Linked DNA regions of Sus scrofa: region 2 is linked to region 1. A link is a contact called in public Hi-C data. All regions are on one chromosome and are shown on one strand. The core of a region is the stretch at or near the end of the contact, and the rest is flanking DNA. Distances in the headings are between cores, read along the strand shown. Region 1 holds the start of FAM84B (protein FAM84B). Region 2 overlaps LOC102165543 (a long non-coding RNA gene).

The links. Hi-C and Micro-C count contacts between places; a contact is called where the count stands out from the background.
Region 2: a Hi-C map of subcutaneous adipose tissue shows a contact between it and region 1, with 1.7 times the contacts expected there. The contact joins the enhancer-like site here to the promoter of FAM84B in region 1. A contact is called at or near these places in 5 of 47 Hi-C or Micro-C datasets (fibroblasts, heart right ventricle, liver and 2 more) and 1 of 2 datasets of contacts at active chromatin or transcription factors (skeletal muscle).

What each region holds. Positions count from the first base shown.
Region 1 is chr4:13,441,923-13,447,657 of Sscrofa11.1, forward strand. It overlaps FAM84B (protein FAM84B), which reads left to right and starts at 3,361. Exons shown (of 2, transcript XM_005662850.3): 1 at 3,361-3,832; 2 at 4,380-5,735. The coding sequence starts at 4,476. The coding sequence ends at 5,414.
Region 2 is chr4:13,497,136-13,503,135 of Sscrofa11.1, forward strand. The region is part of intron 1 of LOC102165543 (a long non-coding RNA gene); the gene reads left to right. Among named protein-coding and RNA genes, the nearest start is that of FAM84B, 55 kb to the left of the region's middle. Within about 2 kb of position 3,051, at least 4 of the 83 cell types and tissues checked have an H3K27ac peak or open chromatin away from gene starts, as enhancers often do. A contact at or near this core is called in subcutaneous adipose tissue, where this site is marked.

The sequences.
Region 1 (5,735 bases), core at 2,111-4,610:
CCCACTGAGCAAGGCCAGGGATTGAACCCGCAACCTCATGGTTCCTAGTCGGATTCGTTAACCACTGAGCCACGACGGGAACTCCTGACCATTTAATCCAAAGTAAGCCTTCCCACCTCCTCTCTGTAGCCACAGTTACTCCATCTCATAACTGTAGTCTATTTTCTTTATGGCTCTTATCTCTCAAAAATTATTATTCATTTACTTAAACTTGTCATTGTCTCCTCCTATCAACATATAAGACCCATTAAGAGAAAGGACTTTGTCTACTGAGTCTGTGGCTTTATCTCTAGAGCGCAGCACAACCAGAAACTCAAATATTTGTCAAGCATTGAAGAATGTATTTGTCTCTATTTAAAACAAAGTGGTTATGAGCACAGGCCTTGAAGTCAAGTGGACCTGTGCAATGATCCCACCTACCAACTAGAAAAAGTCACTCGGCCTCTCTAAACTTAACTGACCTTTATAATAGAATCAAGAGCTCAGTCAATGGTAGTTGTCATTGTTAATTTTAGAGTTGTGTCCCTCCCACCCCCACTAGTCCAAGCCCCTGATGGCAGGCACTTTAATATTCACTTCTGTATCCATACATCTTGAAACTTCCTCTTACAGCATCCTCTATGTAGCCTTCCTGCAAGACATGTCATACTGTCCTAAGGCAAAACCTTAACACAATACCTGTTGTACTTGTAGAAGAAATGGGCAGTGTATAAGAATAACAGGTATCAGGTAGGTCTTCGAGAAATATATTTCGAATTAAGTTTTCTGTAGAAAAAACATGAATTAAAGAATAATACCGGATGCTATATGATCAGGTGCTGAATGACATAAATCAAGTGATATGATGTGTAGTGCAGAAATTGGATGGCAGGGGTAGCCAACTCAGAGGCTCCCAGGGTTATTCAAGGATCCACATAGGTCAGGTAGGTAGGACAGAGGTTGGGGCCAACTGGAAGCTATATCTCATCTCCAAGGCAATGAAGGCTCAGCGCTAGCTTTTTGTTGCCATCCTGGACTGTGGGCCCAATGGTCTCATGTCATTAGCACTTTCAAGTGAAGCTAGAAGTCTGTGTGTGTGGTTTTTTTTGGGGGGGGCCGCACCTGTGGCATATGGAAGTTCCCAGGCTAGGGGTTGAATAAGGGCTGCAACTGCCCGCCACAGACACAGCCACAGCCACAGGCATGCCAGATCCAAGCCATGTCTGCGACCTACACCACAGCTCACGGCAATGCTGGATCCTTAACCCACTGAGCAAGGACAGGGATTGAACATATATCCTCATGGATCCTAATCAGGTTCATTTCTGCTGAGCCACAATGGGAATTCCCATGGAAATCTGAATTTTTATGAGATTTCCCAAGTCTCCAACTTGTTGACAGTTTCAGTTCATAAAACAAGTGTTTCAGATGAACAAAGCAAGTTTGGGAGCCATTCTGTAACCCCTAACCAAGAGCCCTAGGGGAGCAGAGGGAGGTTGGGTCCGAAACAGGAATTAATGGAAGAAGCTACACAGGAGGCAGGCTATAGGGATGGCCAAGAATTCCCCTAAAGCATCCATTAAGCATTTATGGAGCACTTACTGATTGCCAGGCATTGGGCCATAAAGTTGACTCAGAGCTTGTTCCTGCTGAGACTTTATACTTGGTCAGTTCAAGGACTGTTGTTGAGCCACTAGTGTGTACCTGGTCAGAGCTCGTCAAGGAAATAAGATCAACACCTGGACAACTATCATTAGATCTTTACCCCAGAGTGCTGGCAGCAAACCATCACACTGCTGTGTGCTTCAGTGGATTCTTCCATCACTAGGCAACCTACCCCACACCTAGGGGCAAAGTGTCCCACCACAGCTGAGGGTAGCAGAGGTTCCCCAGGCTAACAGACGTGGGATAACTTGCCATTGCCTCTCTCAGCCTAACCCCTCCCTGTAAAATGGGCATCTACATGAGCCTACCTCGTAGTGGCAAAAACCATTCAGGTAAAACAGCAGCCCCCAGAGCATGGGTTATCAAAAAGTTCAGGGGGGACCCATCTGGTCACACATGCCTGAGGCCGGTCAGAAAAGACTTAATCTACACAGCAGACACACAGAAGTCCCTTTTTGGTCTAATTTACACTGAGATTTTAGACTTGCTGAAGGACTAACTTCCATCACAGCCCTGCCAATATTGATTGCTGGGCTCCAAAGTATATAAGTAGATTGATTTCTTTTTTTTCCCCTCAAACTAAAAAGGATCGCAGTAGTATTAGTACATTCCTGTTTCCACTGGTCAGTAGACCCACTGAATAAATAATCGTGTTACCTGGAAAAATTGAGTCAAAAGAAACAGTGATGGAAAACAGAGCAGAGGAGGTCTTGAGTTGCATTCTTAAGCAAACCAAAAAAAAAAAAAAAAAAAAGAGAGAGGGAGAGACAGAGAGCGAGAAAACCACTTTTGTAGAGCTTCCATCTTAGGTAAAATAAACAAAACCAGCATGGAGGGGAGAGAGAGGGAGTGCCCTCTTTTAGTGGAGGTTATAGGCAATACTAGTCTCCTGTCATTTCCTTCTGTAAGTCAGCAGGAAGGAAATATATCCAGCGAGGGCCTCTGCTAATATGCTCTGAATTTAAAGACAATTAGGCAATTCCTACATCCTCTACCGCCAAGAAAAACAACCAGAGCCGAATGCTTTCTTTCACTGTCTTTTGAACTGGGAACTCTCAAAACAATGGAGGTTATGAAATCAACTTTGAGCTAATTTCAAGCAACGTTAATAGTTAATAAAGAGAGCCCTGGTCTTGGAAGCAAGTCACTAACTAGGTCTTTGTTCTGTTTTCTACAGTTCCTTCCTGCGAATTTTTTTTTTCTTACCTGAAAGTTTCACAGGACTTATTTTGTAAACACCTTTAAACTGAAGCACTTCTCCAGTCTGCCTAGGAAAAAATTCTTTTCTGTGACCTTTGGCAAGAAATAGGTTCTAGGAAAGAAAAGAAGGAAGTAAAAGTTTCTTTGTTTCCTAATGTCTGTTCCTCCCTCTCCAGGTACTTTGGGAAAGAACAGGCAAAGGGAAACAGAACAAACACCAAACTCTTAATCCCTCTCTTCTTTCTACACTGGCAGGTGGCGTTTGCTTTACAACTTCTTTTTAAAGCTCACAGCTCCGAAAAATACAACCTGAGCAAGCAGCGAGGGCCCCACAAGGCCTTGCTTTAAGAGGGGAAGCAGGACTCCCAGGGGCTATGCGTACAACAAGAGGGGCGCAGACTGCCAGTCCAGCCAACCCATTGGTTATTTACTAGCGGGATTTAAACCCGCTCCGAAGTGGAGGCGTGGCCTGGGCGGAGCCCCCTGGTCTGGGTGGGCGGGGCGGGGAAGGGGGCGGGGATGCCCGAGGCTCCGCGCGGTGCGGGAAAGACCTGGGCTCCGGGAGCGAGCGTCTGTCTCTTTAAATGCCAGGGGCTGCGCTCCCGCCCTGGGAGCCGGGAGCCGGATCTACAATCCCGTCCCTCCCGCTTCGGCGCTTGTTGCTCGCCCGGCCCGACCGGGAGCTGCAGCCGCCGGGCACCGAGACTGCTTCCTTCTTCTTCTGGAGAGCCCCACCTCCCCGGGAGCCGGTTGAGGGGGAGAAACAGCCCCAGCAGGAGGGAAAAGGTGCCGTGTGAAGAGGCATCACTCCCCCCCTTCAAGTCTTACGCGGGGGCAAGACATGCGCCGCTCCCCCCTGCCCAGCCTCGCAGCCGCCTGCGCCTGGAGAGGAGAGACTGCGGAGCCCACACCTGCAAACTCGTCCTAGAAGTCTCAGGGTGCGGCTGGGGACCCCTCCCAATTCCCCTCGGCCTCCACCTCTCCGCGGGTGAGTTCACGCAGGTAACCCGAACTAGAGGGCGGGCGCGCGGCGGGGGGGAGGCGGGCGAGGAGGGAGGAGAAAGCGCCGCAGGTGAGCCAGGTTGGGCCGCTCACCTGCTCCAGCCTCGCGGCGGCTCCTCGCCGGTTTCTCTCTACGGTTAGATGGCGGGGAGGGCGTCTCAGGGGCTAATTTAGGCCCCTGGGGTGAAAGTGAGAGTAGGAAAGGGGAATTGAAGTAAAGTTTCTTTTTCTTACCCCCTCCTATTTGGGCTTGGCAGGTTAGGGCGCTGGCGGAAGCGGTAGGAGTCGCTGATGCAATGGGCTTTTGCCCAGGCGAGGTGAAGGGCTGGGGGAGGGGGAGAGCTGGAGTTGCCAGGCTTCCTTTGACTGTGACCCTGGAGGTGGAAAACTGAGGGAAAGCTCGCTACATTTGAGACGCCTAGTAAAATGACTCCAGGTGCCTGGCCCTCAGTCTTTTTTCTTCTTCTTAAGAACAAATCGCCCATTTCACCGAATGGCTCCTACATGGCTACCTTGCCTTCTTCTCCCAACAGGTGGTCTCAGCCCCGGTCCGGGGACCTGTGCCAATGACCCTAGTGGTGGTTTCGCTTTCTCCTCTTTCGGCGGTGTGAACGTGTGTCCACGGCGTGATGGGCAACCAGGTGGAGAAACTGACCCACCTAAGTTATAAGGAAGTTCCCACTGCCGACCCGACTGGAGTGGACCGGGATGACGGGCCCCGAATCGGAGTCTCCTACATCTTCTCCAATGACGACGAGGACGTGGAGCCCCAGCCGCCGCCCCAGGGCCTGGATGGCGGTGGCGGCGGTTTGCCCGACAGCGGGGACGGGCCGCCCCTGCCCCCGCCACAGCCCTATGACCCACGGCTGCACGAGGTGGAGTGCTCCGTGTTCTACCGCGACGAGTGTATCTACCAGAAAAGCTTCGCTCCAGGCTCCGCCGCCCTGAGCACCTACACGCCAGAGAACCTGCTCAACAAGTGCAGGCCTGGCGACCTGGTGGAGTTTGTGTCGCAGGCGCAGTACCCGCACTGGGCTGTTTACGTGGGCAATTTCCAGGTGGTGCACTTGCACCGGCTGGAGGTGAGCAACAGCTTCCTGACGGACGCCAGCCAGGGCCGGCGCGGCCGCGTGGTGAATGATCTGTACCGCTACAAGCCGCTGAGCCCCAGCGCTGTGGTGCGCAACGCGCTGGCGCACGTGGGCGCCAAGGAGCGCGAGCTGAGCTGGCGCAACTCTGAGAGCTTCGCCGCCTGGTGCCGCTACGGCAAGCGTGAGTTCAAGATCGGTGGGGAGCTGCGCATTGGCAAGCAGCCTTACCGGCTGCAGATCCAGCTCTCTGCGCAGCGCAGCCACACACTCGAATTTCAGAGCCTGGAGGACCTGATCATGGAGAAACGGCGCAACGACCAGATAGGGCGCGCCGCGGTGCTACAGGAGCTGGCCACGCACCTGCACCCCGCGGAGCCGGACGAGGGCGACAGCGACGCCGCGCGGACTACGCCGCCTCCCGGGCGCCCCCAGGCGCCGGGCCAAGAGGAGGAGGACCGAGAGGCGGTGGTGCACTGACAGGCGAGCTGAGTGCGGAGCTGCGTGAGGGAGCCTTTGCAGCAGCCGCTGCCCCCTCCCTTCTCTCCCTCCCTCCTCCACCATCTTCTGGGTCCCAACTGGGCTCCTGGGCCATTTGGAAAACGGAGAGTTGGCGAAAAGCGCTGCCAGCTGTGGCTTGAGTTTGTTATCTTGGACGGAGGAGGAAGAGGGAGCAGGTAGGAGCATTTTGGCTGGGGGCGCTTCTTGGCTTCTTGCCTGCCCGTTCAATCTGTCTTCCTTTCCGAGGTGAGGCACATTTTGGACTTGCCAGATATTAAGTACCTGCCGGACATGGGTCCA
Region 2 (6,000 bases), core at 1,801-4,300, 55 kb after region 1:
ATTCAGTTAACAAGTGTGCACTTTCTGTATGCTTACTCTATATAAGGAATGTGAACATTTTGTGTCTTGGATGCAGCTAGGCTCTGCTACTGAGGTTAAAAGGAGAGGATATAGAGGGAGAGAATTGCTTCTTAGGTTGATTTGCTCTGTGTTTGGAGTGTATTCATTTGTTTATTATGTATTCCCTCACTGGCCCATCAAACATTTGTAGTCACATATTGTGCTGGGGTTTTACATAGTATAGTGCATTTGGCATGCATGCATTCATTCATTTATTCATTCATTCAGCAACAACAAACAACAAAGCCCAATCCCCTACTAGGTGTCACTCTCCAACTGGTCTTCCAGATGTGGATAAAGAAAGGGAAACAATTATGAAGGGCTTTGATATTCTTAAGGAACTTTGACTTAATTTAGTATCTTCTTTTCTTTTATCTGTGTTTTCTGGTATTTCCTAGCCATTTAATTGGGACAGGTTAGTTAACCTCTCTGTGCCTCAGTTTCCTCATGTGTTAAATGGAGTATGCACCAGTGTCCAGTTCAAAAAAATAGAATACACTACAGATAATATCAGTAGAGAGGGATTTAATGCAGGGAATTAATTACAATCTTTTGGAAGAGGGAGAGGAGTAAATGGGAGAAGAGAATCAATCAGAAGTGACAAAGTGCTAACCAGCCTTTGGCAGGAGCCCAGCCTGCACCTATTGCTTGTCTGCAGGAGGCGCTATTGCTGCTATTGATCAGGAGGTCCCTGTAGCTGTGTGGATTAGAAGCTAAGCTCCCATTAATGCTGCTACCACTTGGGGAAACAGAGGGAGAAAATCAAAACAATGCAAGAACAAACTTTTCCCTTTCTCCAGCATTCTAGTCTCTCCTTCCATTGGCACAGAACCCAACCAGAAGGCAGCTGACCAGTGAGCCTAGGAAATGTAGTTTGTAGGCTTCTATATGCTCTGCAGTATAAAGGAAGACAGAGGAGGGCAGGAAGAAAACTGACAGCTACCAGACAAACCAGCACAAATGGGGACAATAATGGCACCTACCTTACATGGTTGCTGTGAGTTATCGAGTTAAAGTATGCAAAGCCCTTTAGAACAACGCCTGATAAATAGGAAGTGGTTGTTATTAGTGATCATTACTGTTATCCAGTGACTCCAGAGCATCGGAAGGGCATGTAAATAGAGTAGTAATGGAGTCAGACTTATATTTGGGAAAGCTTAGTGGGGGCTGTGGAAGAGTATGAACCGTAATGGATCATAAGGGACCATATAGAAGGTGGTTGAACTACCTCTGCAGCAATATGGATGAACAAGAGGGAATTGATTACATGGTAATAGAATTTAGGCAATAGAATTATCTTGATTTAGTAATCAGTAGGAGGGTGCAGAAGGACAGTAGTTCCAAGATGCTTCTAAATTTTGGCTAAGGGTGATTGTATAGAGAGTGGGTGGTCGTATTATTCATCGCTATGTCATCAGGACAGAGATAAAGTATGTCTCACTGACCATGGACTCTGCAATTAGGATAATGCATGTGGTCTATGTGTGTACTTATTTACTGAATGGTGAACCAATGAATAAATTATCTGATTCCCTCACTATTAAAGAAAAAAAATTAAACTATGGAGACAGTAGATCATTTTCTCACAGTTCTATAGCTAGTGAGTGGCAAAGTCACACACCTGAGTTTTTTCATGTCCAGTGTAATTTATGGTGACCATGCAGACCCCACACAGACAACATAACACTGCAGACACAATCATTGGTCTCTGTACCAACTGTGATCCCGGAATAGCTAGAGTTCAGATTCCTACATTTTAAGAAAGAAATTAGGGAAGTGTATCACCTAGGCAGGTTATATTCATACAAATAACCATGATGGCTGCTAACATTTGCACAGGGCATTTTTTAAAACAGAAATGGAGATCAATTCTATTAATTGTTATCTGCCCAGAAAGTCTCTGCTAGGAGCTGAGATGTGCCTTCAAATAAGATGCATCCCTTCCCTCAAGGATCTTGTTATGAGGGTCAAGATCTTCACAAATGTATGTTTCAGGAGATTTTCTGTACTTGAAAAAGTGGGATGCTGGGAGAATATAAGAAAACTTCCTCTGCAACACCAGACCCATCTCATGGTGGGCACTGTTGCTTCTGGGATTTCTTCGTAAACAGAACAGACTAGAGTCAGAGTGCATGTGAAGCCAGCCTGGGTACCATACCACCCAGAGTGAGGTCTGTAGATGTCCTATATCTGAGTCACTTAGGATGTTTGCAAGAATTGTGATTTCTTGGGGGCCAACCAAAACCTACTCAGTCAGAATCTCATGAGGTAGGAGCTTCCTGCAAGAACATGCTTGAGAAATTCTTCTTCTGGTTTCATCAAGCCAGGACCTTCAGCTGTTAGCCTACCACTAATTAGATCCTTCCTGAAAGGCAAAATCAGTCTCTCTCCTCCTTTAATCCCTTTTCCTTCCTCTGGACCCTCCTGTTGTGCATGTTATGCACATCTGTCTGTTTAAATGTCTCTCCACTAGCCTTCACTTTGTGGTGATATGAGTCACTGTTTAATTGCAGTTCCCCAAGTCCCACAGGTACATGATTAAAGTCCCTAAATATGCTTTGCCTTCTCTTGATTCTAAATATCTTCAGAGCTAGTCCTTACTTGACCAATCTTTCCATGTCTTCATTTTGTTGTCCCTTAATCATCTTCCCAAACAGCCCAAATGTATTCTCTTCCAGGAGTCTTTTCTGTACCTCTCACATGGCCACAGGCTCTTCATTCTTCCTTAACCTGAGTTATTCTCTTTCTATTGTAACTTTTTCTCTTTTTAGCTGCCTCTTCTGTCTCTCATGCTGGATTCGGCACTCATGTGATGGGAGGGAACCAAATCGGGTTCTTGGTACACCCAGATTGTGGCCTGTAAAGTAAGTATACATTGAGTTAAAGGGCAACAGAGCTGACCAACTAACTAACTACATGCTTTGTCCTGTGATATGTGAGCTTGAGCCTGTGTTCTGGGAAAGAGGAGGTTGAACTTTTACCTCCAGGCCATGGTGCCAGTTTAAAAACATCTGCCATTTCTGGACAATGTGTCCTTTATCCCAGGGCTGGATTAGCCTTGTTTTATCTTTATACCTTTGGGTGATTATTCTTGTTTGAAGAGGGTCTTGTAGGTAGAGGAAAGATTCCCACCAGGACTCAAGGTCCTTTCTCTGCCCTGTGTTACTTGACCCTGGAAAGTGGTAATGCAGCTTTTTCCTTTCCCTAGTCACTACTGAGGTCATGCTTCTCTACTCAGAAACGGAAGCTTGTCTCCAGCACACCCAGTCATTTGTTTTCCAGGATTTGGAGCAGAATTAATTAGCTTGGAAAAGCATGTGGACAATGCTAAGTATTATTAATGATGCAATTAACGGTTCCTTCCTGCAGGGGATGGGTGGTTCCTGGCTCCCTGGTCATTCACTTTTTTTTTTTCAGGGCTACACCCACAACATATGGAATTTCCCAGGCTGGGGTCCAGTCTGAGCTACAGCTGCAGGCCTACACCACAGCCACAGCAACTGGGGATTCGAGCCAAGTGTGTGATCTACACCACCGTTCATGGCAATGCCAGATCTTCAACCCACTGAGTGAGGCCAGGGATTGAACCTACATCCCTGGATCCTAGTGGTTCATTAACTGCCGAGCCATGAAGGGAACTCCCTCTGTACATTTCTTAAAGATGATTGTGTTTTTTTCCATTTTCACTCTAACAAGCTCTGCTTGGTGCCCTGAGTCTCTGTGCCCAGTTAGTGCCTGGCAGAGTTGTTGCCAGGGCCTCACTTGTATCAGAATGGGACTCACTCATACATTCCATGGCAGAGAAAGTGGATGGACCCAGGCATATCTCCTCAGCAAGGCAGGAATAACCTAAAGGATGCCAAGGGGAAGCAGAAGTAATATGAATTTAGCACATGTAGAAGTAATGTGAATTTAGCACATTCACATTAACTCTGTTGTTATGTCCCAGTAACTCTGCTCGGTGCTTTTGCACACTTTATTTAATCCTCATCACAGCCCCATAAGGTAGACATTGCTATCCCTATTATACAGATGTAAAAATGGAGACTCAAAAAGGTTAAGTGCATTGTCCAAAGGCAAAATTCTAATAACTGTCAGAGACAGGATTTAAACCTAGCTTTGTTTGACTTTGAAATTACTAGTGCTGAACCAACATGTAGCATTGATATAGATTCTCTACAATGACTTAGTAGCAGAGATCTGCTTTATTGCATGTCTTGAACACCAGTTTGTCCCCTTCCCCACCTCAGCCCCTGTGCCTTCTGTCATCCCCTCCATCCTTCGTACTTGACTTCACCTTGGATTTCACTTTCCATGCCTATCCCATTCAGCTTTTTCCTCCTATTTTGTCAAAATTCCACCAGAATCACCTCCTTGTCTAGATTCCTGTGGCAAATGAAAGACAATTCCAGTTAATAATTAAGACTTGTTTTGGAGGTAGTGTGCATTGAGATCAAATGTCAGCTCTTTTTTTTTTTTGTCTTTTGTCTTTTTAGGGCCGCACCCACGGCATATGGAGGTTTCCAGGCTAGGGGTCAAATCGGAGCTGTTGCTGCTGGCCTACGCCAGAGCCACAGCAACACCAGATCCGAGCTGCATTTGCGACCTATGCCACAGCTCATGGCAATGCCGGATCCTTAACCCACTGAGCGAGGCCAGGGATCGAACCCGAAACCTGGCCCCTCGGATTCATTTCTGCTGTGCCATGATGGGAACTTCAAATATCAGCTCTGTTAACTGATAACTGTGCACCTTGGGAAATGTCCTTAACCATTCTCTGCCTCAGTTTCTTCATCCCTAAATTGGGGATAATGATAGTTGGCTTCATTGTTGCTGCTTCCCCCAATCCCAGTCCTCACTCTCTGCATCTCTCCAGCTGTGTCAAGCATCAGCTTTCCAGGGAGCCTTATGTGGCCTGTTACATTGAGTTAAGAGTGCCCCTTTTGTGTTCTGATATGCCCTGAATGCTTGCTTGCCTGTTTATGCTCACTACATTATAAGTGCCTATTGCTTGGCTTTTGACTAGATTGTAAGCATTTTAAAAACAGAAACCATGTATTATTCACTTTTGGGAATTGCCAATCACCAGTATGAGTCCTGGCATATGGTAAATCTTCAATTAAAGTTAGTTAAATAAATGCGTGAATGTATGCATGAATGGAAGTGATCCTTAAGTTGAATTTTGAAAGATGAGTGGTTCTTGCCAAGTAGATAGGAAGGGAGAGAGAAGGAAGGGCAGTCTAAACAGAAGGGGTTGTATGATCTGAGACTTGGAAGTGTGAAGCATTTGAAGATCTTTGGGGAACTGAGAGTGGCTGGAGCCAAGTGGGACACAGGATGTAAGTTAGGGAGACACGGCGTTGTGGAGCAGAGGATCAACACTTCAGAAATCTTTAGTCTCAGGATCTACTGAGGCTTGAAGGGAACAAAATATTAAGTTCAGCTCGAAGGATATTTTGTTGTTCTGGTTTGTTCTAGTTGAGTTACTTTAGATAATGCATTGATTTGGTCACACTTTGAAACTGTTCCAGTATGCGTATTTGTAGAAAAAACAAACAAAAAATACTTTCGATTCGAGTCACAGTTCAAGAAAAAAAATAGCATGCTTCTTTGATTAAAAAAAGCACTTAAAGCAACTTTAAGTTTCTGAAATAGTATCCATCACTAAAACTATTGTGTCCTCCCCACATTTCTGGGGCTCCTGTGATATGAGTTGTACCCCTCAATGAAGTATCAGAAAGGGGATGTCTGCCCCTCCCTCTGATCCTTTTGCTTACTTCTCCCTAAGGAAAAAAAATAATTGTCTGATTGATGGAGTTTTATTTCCACTGGCTCAGAGTTTTTCACTCTGAGTTGGTAACTAACTAGAGGTCATGAAATCAAGAAAGGTTGAGACTTACTTTACATCAAGATGGAGAACATTATAAATATATTTTCTGA